Regions from separate parts of the Mus musculus genome. Here regions 1, 3, 4 and 5 are each linked to region 2. Evidence: chromatin contacts called from public HiChIP or PLAC-seq, Micro-C and promoter capture Hi-C data. All regions are on one chromosome and are shown on one strand. The core of a region is the stretch at or near the end of the contact, and the rest is flanking DNA. Distances in the headings are between cores, read along the strand shown. Region 1 holds the start of CJ186046Rik (a long non-coding RNA gene). Region 2 holds the start of Lrpprc (leucine-rich PPR-motif containing). Region 3 has its middle 23 kb from the start of Six2. Region 4 holds the start of 1810073O08Rik (RIKEN cDNA 1810073O08 gene). Region 5 holds the start of C430042M11Rik (RIKEN cDNA C430042M11 gene).

Region 1 (2,700 bases), core at 131-2,630, 900 kb before region 2:
AATATCTGCCTCTCCATCGCCTTAGAAAGCTGACAGGGTTGTTAACAAAACGAGGTCTAGAGGTTTTAGCATGGTCTGTGCCTCCTTGGATCTTGGCATTGAATGTCACTAGGAGCTTGCAGCTGGGTGGGAAAGGGCGGAATGGATGCCCAAAGGACAAGCCTTGCCAAGAAATAAGCCGTGGGCCTTTCAAACTCTGGAAACTTCAGGGATGTCCCTGACCCCACCCCTCCAGTGCACCCCTAACCTTCTATTGCTTGGATTTTTCCAAAGGACCAGCACTTCGTATGTTCTGGGGGAGTTCTGACAAAGAAACAAAAAGCAGGGCTCCTCCTACCCACTTTCTAAGGCCAATCTTGCCGGAACTTAGCGCTGGGTTCTCAGGCAGAAGAGACCAGGAACCCGAGCCCAGAAGTAGGGAGACAGGAAGCTGGTAAATCCAGTCTCTTCTGTGCACCTCACCCCCACCCCGGGAAGTGCGACAATTACCCTACACACGCTGCCCTGGGCTCCCCGGGGCAGTCTGCGGGTCTATGCGGGCTCCCCTGTTTTGTGTCGCCGCCCTTGCAAGATTCAACTTCCGTAAAGGCCACACGAGACTGCCGGGAGTTTCTCGGGTCCTGGGCCCCGTGGGGTTAAGTCTGAGTCCCCGCCTGGCGAGGAGCAGATCGCGCCGAGTGGGGGCGGTACCGGCCGCGGGGCAAGCAGCCTGCTGCGAAAGGAAGGAAAGGCGGGATCCTCCGGGAAGTTGATTCTCAGGCGTCCAGCTGCGGCCACTGCCAAATCTCTGACTTCTCTCCCCACCTCCTCCCCCTTTCCCTAGGGGATAGACATCTCGGGTCCCGGGTTTCTTGCATGGGGGTGGGGTGTTGTCAGCTAGAAAAGCCAAGCCTTTCAGAGGCCCCCTAAGAGAATCCAAACTCTCCATCCCACTGACCTCCTCCTGGGTTAGTGTCTCTGCCTGTCAGCTGCGACCTTCCGAGCGACGCAGTGACCCAGCCGGAGCTGGAGCACCTGGCGAAGCCTGGGTGAGGCTGTTGCGACGCCTCTTATTTAAAAAAAAAGGGAGGGGTGTCTCACACTTTTTCTCTTGAAGGCTCCTTCTGTCCCCCTCTTTTCCTTTCCTGAAAGGCACCCCCTTAAACGGTCCTCCGCCTTCCCTTCTACTCCCTTCCTTCCCCACTTCGGTCCTCCTCTTTTCTTCGAGGGCCCCCACCCAGCCCCCTCCTTCGGGGTCCTCCTCCTCCTCTGCTCTTTGGGCGTCCGCCCCGTCAATCACCGCCGTCTCGGGGCCCCAGCCCGGCTCCTCTCCGCCTCCCGGGCTCTGGGAGTGCCTGGGGCTCCCGTCTCGGCCAACCTCCGCTCTGTGCAGAGCCGGGGCGATCTGTCAGCGGAGCTGGCCGAGGGGGGCGGGGGTGGGAGCCGCCCGGGCCGCCGGGGCTCGGGTTACCGGTGACTGACAGCGTCTCCATGGCGAATAATTTGACTCGACTATTGTCTGGCGCGGGCAGGCCCCGGGTCAGATAACCCGACCAATCAGGGCGCGGGCCGCCGCGCCTCATGCCCGCTTAGAATAATATTATTAAAAAAGCTGCAAGCGAGCTAGACGGGAGGGAGAGCGAACGAGCGAGGAGCCGGCGAGCGAGCGGCGGGCGGGCGCGGAGCATGCGGAGCGGCGCCCCGGGCGGCCTCCGGGCTTGGGCGCGGGCGAGGCGCGCGGGCGGCGGGGGCGCGGAGCTGCGCGGGGCCGGCGGCGGGAGCGAGGACGGATCGTTGTGACTCAGGAGTCGCTCGGGAGCCGGCGCCTGGCCAGGGGGCCCCGCCCGCCTGTCGGCCGGCCGGGGCCGGCGGGGAGGCGCCCATGCGGGGCCGCGAAGCGCGGTGAGGGCGCGCGCGGGCGGGCGGGCGCGCAGCCGCCACCATGTCCATGCTGCCCACCTTCGGCTTCACGCAGGAGCAAGTGGCGTGCGTGTGCGAGGTGCTGCAGCAGGGCGGCAACATCGAGCGGCTGGGTCGCTTCCTGTGGTCGCTGCCCGCCTGCGAGCACCTCCACAAGAATGAAAGCGTGCTCAAGGCCAAGGCCGTGGTGGCCTTCCACCGGGGCAACTTCCGCGAGCTCTACAAAATCCTGGAGAGCCACCAGTTCTCGCCGCACAACCACGCCAAGCTGCAGCAGTTGTGGCTCAAGGCGCACTACATCGAGGCGGAGAAGCTGCGCGGCCGGCCGCTGGGCGCCGTGGGCAAGTACCGCGTGCGGCGCAAGTTCCCGCTGCCCCGCTCCATCTGGGACGGCGAGGAGACCAGCTACTGCTTCAAGGAGAAGAGCCGCAGCGTGCTGCGCGAGTGGTACGCTCACAACCCCTACCCGTCGCCACGAGAGAAGCGCGAGCTGGCCGAGGCCACCGGCCTCACCACCACGCAAGTCAGCAACTGGTTCAAGAACCGGCGGCAGCGCGACAGGGCGGCCGAGGCCAAGGAAAGGTACGAGTAAGTGAGCATCTGCGCCGGCTTCCCTGGTCCTGGGAGAAACGGGTGCGGGAGGATGGGGAGCTCCTGGACAGGACTAAATCGCACCCGGACCCCGGGTACCAAGCTCGGCCGCAGCTCAGGCTGGCTCAAAACAGCGCTTAGGTCTTTTCTGGAGGCTGAGCGACCCGGAATTTGTCTAAAGCGGGCAAAGCGGTGCGTAAGTTCAGTAAC
Region 2 (2,700 bases), core at 159-2,658:
TCTGCTGGTAGGTTCGTTTCCCAGCAACCACCACAGCAGCTTGTATCTGTCTCTAACTGCACTCCCAGGACATCTGAAGCCCTCTCCTGACCTTCAAGGGCACCAGGCACACTTGTGGTTACACACATACATGCAGGCAAAACACTCATACACATAATAAAATAAATATATTTTTTTAAAAAAGCAAATGATTTTGCGTCACACCTACACTCAGTGGGACCCAGTGGTGTCATTCACATTCAGGGTGGGTCTTGCCACTTCAACTAATCCAATGTAAAAACTCCCTCACTGGCTTAAAGTCTGGTTTCCAAGGTGATAGTAAATCCTATCAAGATTAATCACCACAGACCGTAACCTACCTTAATCTTTTATTTATATCACAATTCTTATGTTTCTTTAGATGTACGGAATTTTGTCTAAATTGAGATCCCCCCCCCCATGTTGTATTCCCAGCATTCCAAATAGTGCCTGACACAAAATATGTGCTCAATAAATAGTACTAATGCTGAATGAGAGAATGAATTATATTCTATCATAGTGCTCTATAGTAACTCAGAGTAACTTCATCTTGCAGGGCGGTATTAGCTTCTCCAAAAGAAAGCTAAGCCAAGTTAACTCTGAACGTATATCCATTCAATAAATGCTCAAAGCACGAAGTGTCTTCAACTGATCACGAGCTTCCGCCATAAAAGAGGCTGCATTCTCATTCTGGGCACTCTGAAGTTTGTTGGCTAGCAGAAGAAACAGCCACATGGGAAAACTTGCAGAGGGAGAATTTGACTGTTCACTTGGTAGCAGTCAAGGAATAACTAAGTAGAGTGGAAACCTGTTCCCGGGTTCACACGAGTGCACAGGGAACCCTTTCAGTATGCGAGCTCTGTGAGGGCAAGAACTTGTTTTCCTAGCTCCAGACCTATCCTCAGACAATTGCACCACTCACTACCTTAGTTGCTTAGTGCATTAACTGGAAGGAGCGGGGCACTGAGAAAAAGAAACTTCAACCTTGACATTTAAAATTATACGACCTTTATTAGAATCCATTGATTTCATGAAGCGAGGCACTTAGGATGAGTTCTGTATATTTATCTACCCCATCCCCAGTCACACAAATAGCATGTAGCTAACCTGGAGGTCCACAGCCTCCCAGTTCTCTTCGTCAAGCTTTTCTCTGGCCGCCGTTTCTGAGAGCTACGGCAGGAACTACGTCACTGAGCAGCTAGGGCAGCGGCTCGGTAGCAACCGAGGCGCAAGGCTGGAACGTCGTAGGCACCCCGGGATCTGCACGGTCGGCCCTTCCCAGCAACCCTCGGTGTCGCTCCTAGTTGGCCCCCCACAAGCCCTTGCGCGCGCATGGGCGGAGCCGACCTCTAGTGGGCTCTACCAACTTCAAAGTGGAGGGGTGTTGTCGCCAGGCTCGCTGAGAGCCGGGGCGCTGGACAAGGGAACAGGGACACTGTGAACGGAAGACAAAAAACAATGTATAGTAAAACAGAAGGCGGATCCAGGGTATCCCGCGAACTCGGCTTGCCTCTCCCGTGAGCCTTGGCGGGGATCTGCCTCCTCCTCCGCTGGACGCCCTCGGTCCTTAGTTTGTCCCACTAGGGGCGACCGGGTCGTCACGTGCTCCTCCAGGTCCTCTGCAGGAGCGTGCATCCTATCCTGCCTTGGGTACGCTGAGCCATGGCAGCCCTGCTGAGACCCGCGCGTTGGCTGCTCGGGGCCGCGGCGGCCCCGCGCCTCCCGCTGTCCCTGCGCCTCCCTGCGGGCGTCCCGGGCCGGCTGTCCTCCGTCGTCCGGGTCGCGGCTGTTGGTAGCCGGCCGGCTGCAGGGTGAGTACCGGACCCTTCCTCCTGACTGGCTGCGGTGGACGGGCTGGTGTCCTGCTCGTTTGCTCCAATTCCGTGGTCCCGGCTTCTCAGGCATGAGGCCACCCCCTCCCCCATGCTTTGCCAGTGGTTTGGGGTGACAAGGTTGAGAGTCTTGAGAAGGTCATGGTCGAGGGCATGGCTGGCTTCCGGCTTGCTGCTTGAGGTCTCTGCCTGCTCTAGCTTTGGAAAGGCCCGTGAAGCTCAATGGCTTTGGGGGAGTGGATGGGGCTGAGGTGGGGACAGGCGTTGTGCCTTTCCTTAGGAGTACCCTTCCTGGGTGCTCTCGCACGCTGGTGACCAGTAACCTGCTAGTCTGTAGTCTTACGAGGCTTTGGTTTTTCATTTTCTTTTTCTTGGGATTGGGGTTTGAAGTTCTAGTGATCTAGGGATAGTTTAGAACTTGACATTTGATCATGGCCAGTTCGGGTTTTTGCTTGCGTTGTGCTGAGTGGAATTTTCCTTCAGTATTTACACAGATGTCATGGGTTGGAGATTGTCACACTAGAATGGATTAAAGGACGCGTGCAAGGTGCTCTGTTGGGATCTATGTACCTACTGCAAAAACAAGTTAAGTTCCTAGTTAGTGTCATGTATTTTTGTGAGTATATGCCTTTCTGGATTGAGGTTATAGGGAAACAAGTATGTTCACTTAAAGAACATAGATATTCTTGACAACTGATAAAGGAAGGTTGGGTGCTTAGGTTTTAGTACCGGAAAGAAATTGACAGTTGTACACCCCACACTAGAACTTTGGGGTCTAGCAAACAGACTTAGGAAGTATGATCTGGAGTGGGGAGCCATGGACTGAGGGTGCTTTGGCTTATTTGCATTA
Region 3 (2,700 bases), core at 39-2,538, 870 kb before region 2:
CAAGGCCACTTTTGGAATATTGTGAGCTCCAGGCTGACCTGAGCCACAGAGTGAGACCCTGTTTCAAAGAACAAATAGAAATGATTGTATCCACCAAGTCACAGCGGGATTTTTTTTTTGGTCTTTGTCTTTTTGTTGTTGTTGTTGTTGTTGTTAGTTTGTTTGTTTTTTTGTTTGAGGATTGTGGTTTTGGTAGGTTTGTTTTGTAGTGCTGAAGATCAAACCTGGGACCTTTGGCTAGTGTATGCTCTACCACTGAGCTATATGCCCCATTACTTCCCTATATATGTGTACTAAGATTTGTGGGAAGGCACAATGTGTGGTTAGAGGAGTGTTGAGAGGCTGTGCAACTCGGGGGTCAAGAGAGTGCCCAGCACAGAGCAGTGCCTTCCTTAGCACCAGAAAGGAGAGGAAGGAAGGAGAGGAAGGAAGGAGGGAAGGAAGGAGGGAAGGAAGGAAGGAAGGAAGGAAGGAAGGAAGGAAGGAGGAGGGGAGGGGAGGGGAGGAGGAGGGGAGGGGAGGAGGAGGGGAGGGGAGGGGAGGAGGAGGGGAGGGGAGGGAGGGAGGGAGAGAGTGAGGGGAGGGAGGGAGGAAGGGAGGGGAGGGAGGTAGGAAGAGAGGGGAGAGGGAAGGGAAGGAGGAAATGGAAGCCCGATTCCTTGTGTAGGTCTTATCAACTGTGTAAGTCACAGAGTTCTTGTGACCATTAATAATGGACCTGAACTGTCTGCAGTATCTGCAAACTGGAAGGTCTCTGTGGAGTCTTGTCTTGGACAGGCAGTTGATTTGGGTGAATTACCTCTGCCAGTCTCAGAAAGAGGCTGTCCTACTTCAGTACAGCATAGATTCAGTACAGCATAGGGTTAACAGGGATTCATCTTCCCAAAGGGTGCTCTGGGGTACAGCCCCGCATGCTTGCTACTTCTGCAGGCCTCTAAGACTGAGAGTCACCCTGACAAGCCAGGCTCCTGACCCGGTTGAAAGTAAGTTCAGATTTTAGAAGCTGATGCAGATCATTGCGAAGAGGCAGATGAATCCCATGATACCTGAGAGCTAAAGCTATGGAAACCACAATTATTTTTGATTTGCCAGAATTTGTGGTTATTCGGATATAGAAAGGCAAATCAGTATTTCTGACAAATTTTCAGGGGTTGTTTGTGATTCTCACATAAAGTTATAGAAATAATGAGGGTTTGGGCAAAGTTTTCCAAAGAGTCCCAGAGCTGCCTCCCATCCCTGGGTTGCAAACCAGCGCCTCCCATCTCGCGCAAGGCGACGGGGAAGCTAAAGAGATGGCTCCACCTGCTGGAGAAACATAGGCTTGGCGTCGCTCCTCTTAGACGTTCTGTTCCTAAAAAGTCCCGAAGCTAACCACAGAGACAAAATCTGCAGAAGGCTGGCATCCTGTCCGGATGGGAAACCACCATTCTGCTTCGTGTTCTTACAGCTCTCGCAAGCCTCTGCTTTGGGGGTGGGGGTGGGGGTGGGGCGAATCGCAAGCCTGTGCTCTGGGGGTGGGGGTGGGGGTGGAGAGGATCTCAGAGTTTAAATCTACAAGCTGACTGGGATTATAAAAGAGGAGTAGAAGAGAGGTGGCGCACTTCCCCACTCCACCAGCTTCTCCTGCCAGAAGGAAGAGGCATGTGACAGAAATGGACCGATATTTCCTCCCATGCAACACCGAGGAATCCCGACTGCCTTATGGCCTCGCTCAGTGCAGACTGCATTTGAAAGCCTCTGTAATGACACTCTTTAAAAATGGTTCCCTTCTCTAGGGATCATTAGAGAGTTATTAAGGCGTCTAATTATTCCCTAGTGCTAACAAAGGTGCCAATAAGCAGACCAAGTTTTCTCATTTTTATGGAGGTAATTAGAAGGCCAATTATTTTTTTATGTACACAAAAGAGGGGAATCTTAGCCGCTGCCTTTGCAGCAGTATCTGACCCTGTACTTATGACAGGAGAAACAGACCACATTCCATTATTTAATGAGAATTGGGACTGAGGCAGAGTCTAGGTCAGATTTGAGGAGCAGAGGAGGAAATGTAGTCACAGAGCCTTGTATAGGACTCCGGTAAGTGGTTATTTTAACCACAAACTCTACTGCAGATCCTACATGCCACCTCCCTCTGATGTGAGCCCACAGCAGAATCCCAGGAGGTGTGCACAGGTGTACACTTCTGAACCATGGCCAGGGCTTCCTGGACTGTGCATTTGGGAGAAGATTTTCCTTTCTGATAGGAGATGCTAAACCACCTGGGGACCCGGCTTTGTGGGTCAGTGTTCTAAAACACTTGAAAGTGCCGGGTGCTGCCTTCCCCCACCTAGGGAGCCCCAATAGAATTGTAAAGACATTTTCTTTGGAGAAAACTCTTCAATCATTATTTTAAAGGGATTTAAGGGGTTCTAGCTGCTTACCTGTGTTCTCCTGGATTTCTTTAAGGGAAATATTTATGTCCTTCTTAATGTCCTCCATCATCATCATGAGAAGTGACTTTGGATCTATATCTTGCTTTTCTGGTGTGATGGTGTATCCAGGAATTGCTATGGTGGGAGAACTGGGTTCTGATGATGCCAAGTAACCTTGGTTTCTGTTGCTTATGTTCTTAGGCTTGCCTCCTGCCATCTGTTATCTCTAATGCTACCTGCCCTGGCTATGTCTGACTGGAGCCTGTCCTTCCTGTGATCCTGGTTGTGTCAG
Region 4 (2,700 bases), core at 19-2,518, 870 kb after region 2:
TCCACCATATGGGTCCTAGGGATTGAACCCGGGTCACCAGGCTCAGTGATATCTCCCTGAACTATGATATATTCTAAGAAACAAAAATCATGAACCAGACAGTAGAAAAAGATGTTCGGTTAGCCTCCAGGAACTCTATATTCACAGCTGTTATGGCCTGAACCCAGACCGTGCCAACTCCGCATGGTACCGTCTAGCAGACTGGAGTGAGGTCTAACCTCAACTTGCACCCAGGATGAATGAGAACAGTGGGAGGGGCATGGGGGTGAAGTTCCTGCCCTGGGTCTTCGGCTGCCTAAGGTCTTGTTTTGCTTCTTTGAGGAGACCTGCTCCTCCCTCCCTCAGCCTTAGTGTCTCTGTTCCAGGGCAGTACCAATTCTAAGACCTTGATTAATTCTTAAGGAATATTCCAAAACTATCATCTAAGAGTCAAGACCCTGGGTTCAAGATCTGGGATGACTGGAGTATCAAGTTAGGAAGACTGGCCAGAGCAGATCAGCTCCAGAATAATAGAGCTATGAGCCCCAGACCAGCCAAAGCTGACGGCACTGAGCAGGACTTCACTGGTCTTCCGCTCAGGAAAACCCCATTCTGCCCTTAGCCAGCAGGAGAAAGAAAACAGGAAACACATGTTCTTAAAGGGACGCTGTGCACCTAGACTCAAGATGCCCTCCAGGGAGTCTGTGCCCTACATGGGGGCTTCTTACCCAGCCTGGGGAACCTGCCCTGATCGGCCCTTGAAGAAGAGAAACATTTGTCAAACTTATACAAAAAACACCAAAACTGTAGGCAGGATATTTGTAGTCTTACTAATTCCTGTGCAACCTTGAGCAAGGGGGCTCAGCCTCTCTGGGCCTGTGTTCTCTCTCTCTCTCTCTCTCTCTCTCTCTCTCTCTCTCTTTTCTCTGCTTCACACACCTCACTGGCTTTGCAACTATAAAGTATCACACACATAAAAACAAGTAGGAATGCCAGCGAGTCTTCCCATGCTCCCCACCGCTCCCCGTGCTCCCCTCCATTCCCCGTGCTCCCCACCCCTTCCTGCAAGTTCTAAGTTCCAGGATGCCTCCTCCAATTGCCCCAGAGGAGTGACTCACCCATGATGGCCCCTCTGGCATTCATCCTTTGCTTCTTCTCCTGTCAGGAGCTTGGCATCCTTCTCATCAGGTGTCTGGTCATCCTGTCATAAACTCAGAAACACCTTGAGGTCTGGCAGCCTGGCTACTCTTCATGTCCCTCCTTTTGGCAGCAGGTGTGTAAGAAGCCCTGGCTAGAGGTACAAGGCCTGGGTGAGAGAAAGCACGTTGTGACGTGCCTGAGCTCCACCCACATCTCTTCCTTTGATCCAGTTCTGACTGATGGGGACTTTTGGACTTGACCATCACAGTTGCTGGGCCCAGGTCACCGAGCCCAGAGGAGAGCAACCTGAAGTGGACTCTAGGGTCTCTTAGAGGAGACTTGGGAGGCACTCAGAATGCCTGAAGTTTTAAGAGGATAATGTGTGTACCAGCTCGTTGAGGGTGTCCACCTGTGCCCTCCATTTCCCCTCAGGAACATCCATGGTTTTTCCTTTTAAAACCGGGCCTGGGACCAATAACCTACCAAGCATCTTAAAGAAGGGCTAAGAATGGCTGGGCAGTGGCGGTGCATGCCTTTAATGTCAGCACTCAGGCAGAGACAGGGGCAGGGGCAGGGGCAGGGACAGGGGCAGGGGCAGAGGCAGAGGCAGGTGGGTCTCTTTGAGTTTGAGAGCAGCCTCATCTATAGAACATGTTCCAGGAGAGCCAGGGCTACACAGAGAAACTCTGTCTCAAGCAAACAAACAAACACAAACGAGGAGAGCTAAAAGGCCTCCTGAGGAGGGAGCATCCTGGGCTATGGGCTCAGCTCTATGAGCAGAGCAGAGCAGCTAAAAGCATGGAGATGGGTGGGTGTGAGCCTGGTCCTCACCGTGAGAACAAAATCTAAGCGGTAGATGGTAGCACCCAGGCCGAGGAGACAAGATGAGCTTGCGCCTCCTGTCTCTCTCTCTCCTGTGTGCCTGCTGACTGCAGAGGACTCTGAGCCATCCCATAAGGAGAGCAGAGTCATTGAGAGTCTGGGCCCCTGAGGCAGCACACAGACAGCCTCCTCCCAGCCAGGAGCCCACCCCAGGCGGTTCAGTCAGGGAAATGTGAGGATCTGTTTGTTTTACCAGCAAACATTACAGTGAGGCGAGTACTTAATGGGGGCAAGACTGCAGGAAAAACGGCCCGACGCTTCTAGTATCTTCTGGCCCACCTCCAACGTGGGCTTTGGAGTGTGGTCAGGTTCCCTCACTCAACCCTGATGTCATAAGTGTGCTATGTCAGAAACACAGATGAATGCGTTGGAGTCCTTTCACGATGTCAGCATGTGTTGAGTAACAAGAAATCTACAAGGTACAGCTGCTCCACTGGCAGAATGTCAGCAAGTAGCCTCGCTTGCCTTGATAGCTCTGGCCAAGGCAAACACCGTTTCTTTTTATTATAATCTTAACTGCTAATATTAACTCTCAGATCATACATCATGCAAACACATGGACACACAGAGAGAGAGAGCTTTAAAAAAGCAAAACAAAAAAGTCCACAGAAGTGTTCAAGAGATTTCAAAAGAGACCAGAGAGGCATGGAAACATCAAAAAGAGTCTCCAAAGGGGAACAGTGGACCAGGATGGGAGCT
Region 5 (2,700 bases), core at 72-2,571, 940 kb after region 2:
ATAGATAGATAGATGGTAGATAGATAGATAGATGATAGATGATGATGATGATAGATAGATAGATAGATAGATAGATAGATAGATAGATAGATAGATAAATCGATCGATAGATAGTGTCCCCTATCACTCTTGACAGGATGTTTCTGGTCTATACTATTGCTTTGCTTTGAAATAAAACTCCTTTGCTTCTTTGCAATTTGTTTCTGCCTTTATTTTAGTTTTCTTGAATAAAAGTCTGGGAACCTGGAAACACCAGATCCAAGCAACGTCTGCTGGTTACTACTGGTTTTGTCCCAGTAATGGGTGCAAGTATGGACATTTGAGCCTCTCGTGGCCAGCACACACATCTGGTTCTCCCTTCATGGCAGTTTGATCTCCCAGAAACATGGGGAGAATTGCCTAAGTCTTTTGAGGTTTGGTCTTTTGCTGTGTATTGTAGGGCTAAGTGCAAGCCCCTAAGACCTGGTTCCCTGAGAGAAAGTCTGAGTGTAGACCCAGTGACTTTGCACCCAAGTTATTTCTCATTGGTAAATAAAGATGCTGACAACCAATAGTTGGACAGAAGAGACATAGGTGGGGTTTAGGATTCCAGGACTGGGGGTCTGAGGAAAACCATGAGGGAGAAGAAGGTGAAGGAGGGAGAGAGAAGCCATGGGTTCTCGAGGGAGAACCTGAGGGCTGACCAATTGGAGTTAAGAGCAGCATAGATGAAACATAGTAAATAATAACTTGGGGTTATTGATAGGAAGGTAGATTCTAATAGCATAGAGGGTAGGTATCTGCCCAGCTCTTGTGCTGATTAAGGCTTATTGTAAATATAAAGGTTGTGTGTCTTTTATCCAGGAACTGAATGATCAAGGTGATAGAGAAACCCCAGATTGGGATTAAAAAATTTCAACAACATATGTCTGGTAGGAAGAATGGAAGGATGCTGCTAACATGACTCAACCCGCTCTGCAGCCCCCACAGCAGAGCAAGCAAGCACCTGCAGCACTGGAGACAGGGCGTGGTCCTAAGGAAACGCTACGTGTAACCAGCTGTCCTCAGCCACCAGGAATAGGACGTGTGTTAGTCACTTTTCTCCTCGCTGTCACACAAAACCTGACATGAGCAACATTCAGGCTGGGTCTCCTCAGTTACACCTCCTGCAAATATCCTTTAGCTACTGTGGTGGTCTGAATGAAGATGGCCCACATAGGCCCATACGGAGTGCCACTAAAGAGGTGTGGCCTTGTTGGAGTGGGTGTGGCTTTGCTGGAGGATGCGCGTCACTAGGGGGCGGGTCTGAGGAGCTCAAGCTGGGGCTTAGTGGCTCAAGGTCTCTTCCTGATGCCTTCGGATCTGGATATAGAATGCTCTCCTCCTCTCAAGCACCAGGTCTGCCTACACACGGCTGTGCTTCCCACCATGATGATAATGAACTAAACCCCTGAAACTAAGCCAGCCCAGAGTATGTTTTCCATCATGAGAGCTGCCATGGTCATGGGGTCTCTTCACAGCAAGAGAACCCCTGACTCAGACAGGTATCTTGTTATATGAGCCTTTAACTTTCCCCTTAGCTGAACGGGTTTTCTTTGCTTGTTTTTCTGTCTTGTTTCATTTTTATATTCCTAAGATTTATTTAGTTATGAGCGTTTGCTTGCATGTATGTTTTGTTCACTGTGTGTGTGTATGTGGTGCCATTAAAAGCCAGAAGAGGGCATCAGATCCACTGGAACTGGAGGTACAGGCAATTGTGAGCTGCCATGTGGATACTGGGAACCAAACCTTGGCCCTCTACAAGAGTAGCAAGTGCTCTCAGTGGCTGAGCCATCTCTCTAGACGTGTGTCTTTGAATTGTTTAAATTACACTTTTATTTAGTGGGGGGAGGGGTGTACTTGCTTGTCACCTAGCATATAAATCCTCAGCATCCCATAAGCTCCCGGTTAATTGGAGTCTCCGTTACTTGCAGGTGTGAGGAGGATCTTGATAGGTTAGAGAAGAAGAAACCTATGTCTTCTACCTGAACTCTTTAAAAAAAAAAAAAAAGACAAGACCCAAGGCTGAGGAGATGGCTCAGTGGTTAGGAACACTGGCTGCTCTTCCAGTTTCAATTCCCAGCACCCACATGGCAGCTCGAAACAGTCTGTAATTCCAGGGGATCTGACACCCTCATATGGACATACATGTAGGCAAAACACCAACGAACATAAGATAAATAAGTCTTTAAAAAAAATACAGCTCTGACAACACCTGGATTTTCACCTTCGAGCCCCATTCAGGCTTCAAAACTAAAGATGATAGATTGGTGTATGTGGCAGGACATCGGGTTGCTTTGTCTTGTCTTGTCTCTCGGGACTGGGGATTAAATCAAAGGCATTATGAATAATAGCCAAGTGTTCTATCTCTGAGCTATATCCCCTGCCTTTTTGTTTTGTTTTGTTTTGTTTTTTGTTTTTTGAGACAGGGTTTCTCTGTGTAGCCCTGGCTGTCCTGGAACTCACTCTGTAGACCAGGCTGGCCTCAAACTCAGAAATCCGCCTGCCTCTGCCTCCCAAGTGCTAGGATTAAAGGCATCCCCTGCCATTTTAAATAAAAAATATATACATTTATCTAATTTGGTTTTTTATTTTTGCCCCACGGAGTGAGTTTGGAGGTGAGATGACGATTGTGAGGAATCAGCTCTCTCTTTCCATCACTGCGGATCCCAGGGAAGGACG

Evidence for each region. Promoter capture Hi-C pulls out the DNA fragments that hold promoters and counts their contacts. Hi-C and Micro-C count contacts between places; a contact is called where the count stands out from the background. HiChIP or PLAC-seq counts read pairs in DNA pulled down with a chosen protein or histone mark.
Region 1: a contact with region 2 is called in a Micro-C map of embryonic stem cells, with 6 times the contacts expected there. The contact joins the promoter of CJ186046Rik here to the promoter of Lrpprc in region 2. A contact is called at or near these places in 1 of 484 Hi-C or Micro-C datasets (embryonic stem cells), 5 of 115 datasets of contacts at active chromatin or transcription factors (astrocytes, differentiating embryonic stem cells, embryonic forebrain and 2 more) and 1 of 9 other capture datasets (adipose tissue).
Region 3: a contact with region 2 is called in an H3K4me3 HiChIP or PLAC-seq map of stem cell-derived neural progenitor cells, with 5 times the contacts expected there. The contact joins the enhancer-like site here to the promoter of Lrpprc in region 2. A contact is called at or near these places in 1 of 39 promoter capture datasets (liver) and 7 of 115 datasets of contacts at active chromatin or transcription factors (astrocytes, embryonic basal ganglia, embryonic forebrain and 4 more).
Region 4: a contact with region 2 is called in a promoter capture Hi-C map of neutrophils, with 6 times the contacts expected there. The contact joins the promoter of 1810073O08Rik here to the promoter of Lrpprc in region 2. A contact is called at or near these places in 2 of 39 promoter capture datasets (neutrophils and pre-B cells), 1 of 484 Hi-C or Micro-C datasets (B cells) and 1 of 115 datasets of contacts at active chromatin or transcription factors (large pre-B cells).
Region 5: a promoter capture Hi-C map of pre-B cells shows a contact between it and region 2. The contact joins the promoter of C430042M11Rik here to the promoter of Lrpprc in region 2. A contact is called at or near these places in 1 of 39 promoter capture datasets (pre-B cells) and 1 of 9 other capture datasets (liver).

What each region holds. Positions count from the first base shown.
Region 1 is chr17:85,687,174-85,689,873 of GRCm38.p6, reverse strand. It overlaps CJ186046Rik (a long non-coding RNA gene), which reads right to left and starts at 1,380. Exons shown (of 9, transcript XR_001782258.2): 1 at 1-1,380. It overlaps Six2 (sine oculis-related homeobox 2), which reads left to right and starts at 1,620. Exons shown (of 2, transcript NM_011380.2): 1 at 1,620-2,481. The coding sequence starts at 1,922.
Region 2 is chr17:84,789,494-84,792,193 of GRCm38.p6, reverse strand. It overlaps Lrpprc (leucine-rich PPR-motif containing), which reads left to right and starts at 1,408. Exons shown (of 38, transcript NM_028233.2): 1 at 1,408-1,829. The coding sequence starts at 1,681.
Region 3 is chr17:85,663,754-85,666,453 of GRCm38.p6, reverse strand. It overlaps a transcript of Six2 not described here. Among named protein-coding and RNA genes, the nearest start is that of Six2, 23 kb to the left of the region's middle. Within about 2 kb of position 1,288, at least 30 of the 459 cell types and tissues checked have an H3K27ac peak or open chromatin away from gene starts, as enhancers often do. A contact at or near this core is called in stem cell-derived neural progenitor cells, where this site is marked.
Region 4 is chr17:83,916,502-83,919,201 of GRCm38.p6, reverse strand. It overlaps 1810073O08Rik (RIKEN cDNA 1810073O08 gene), which reads right to left and starts at 1,268. Exons shown (of 2, transcript NR_166916.2): 1 at 1,098-1,268.
Region 5 is chr17:83,853,039-83,855,738 of GRCm38.p6, reverse strand. C430042M11Rik (RIKEN cDNA C430042M11 gene) reads left to right here and starts at 1,321. Exons shown (of 2, transcript NR_155491.1): 1 at 1,321-1,523.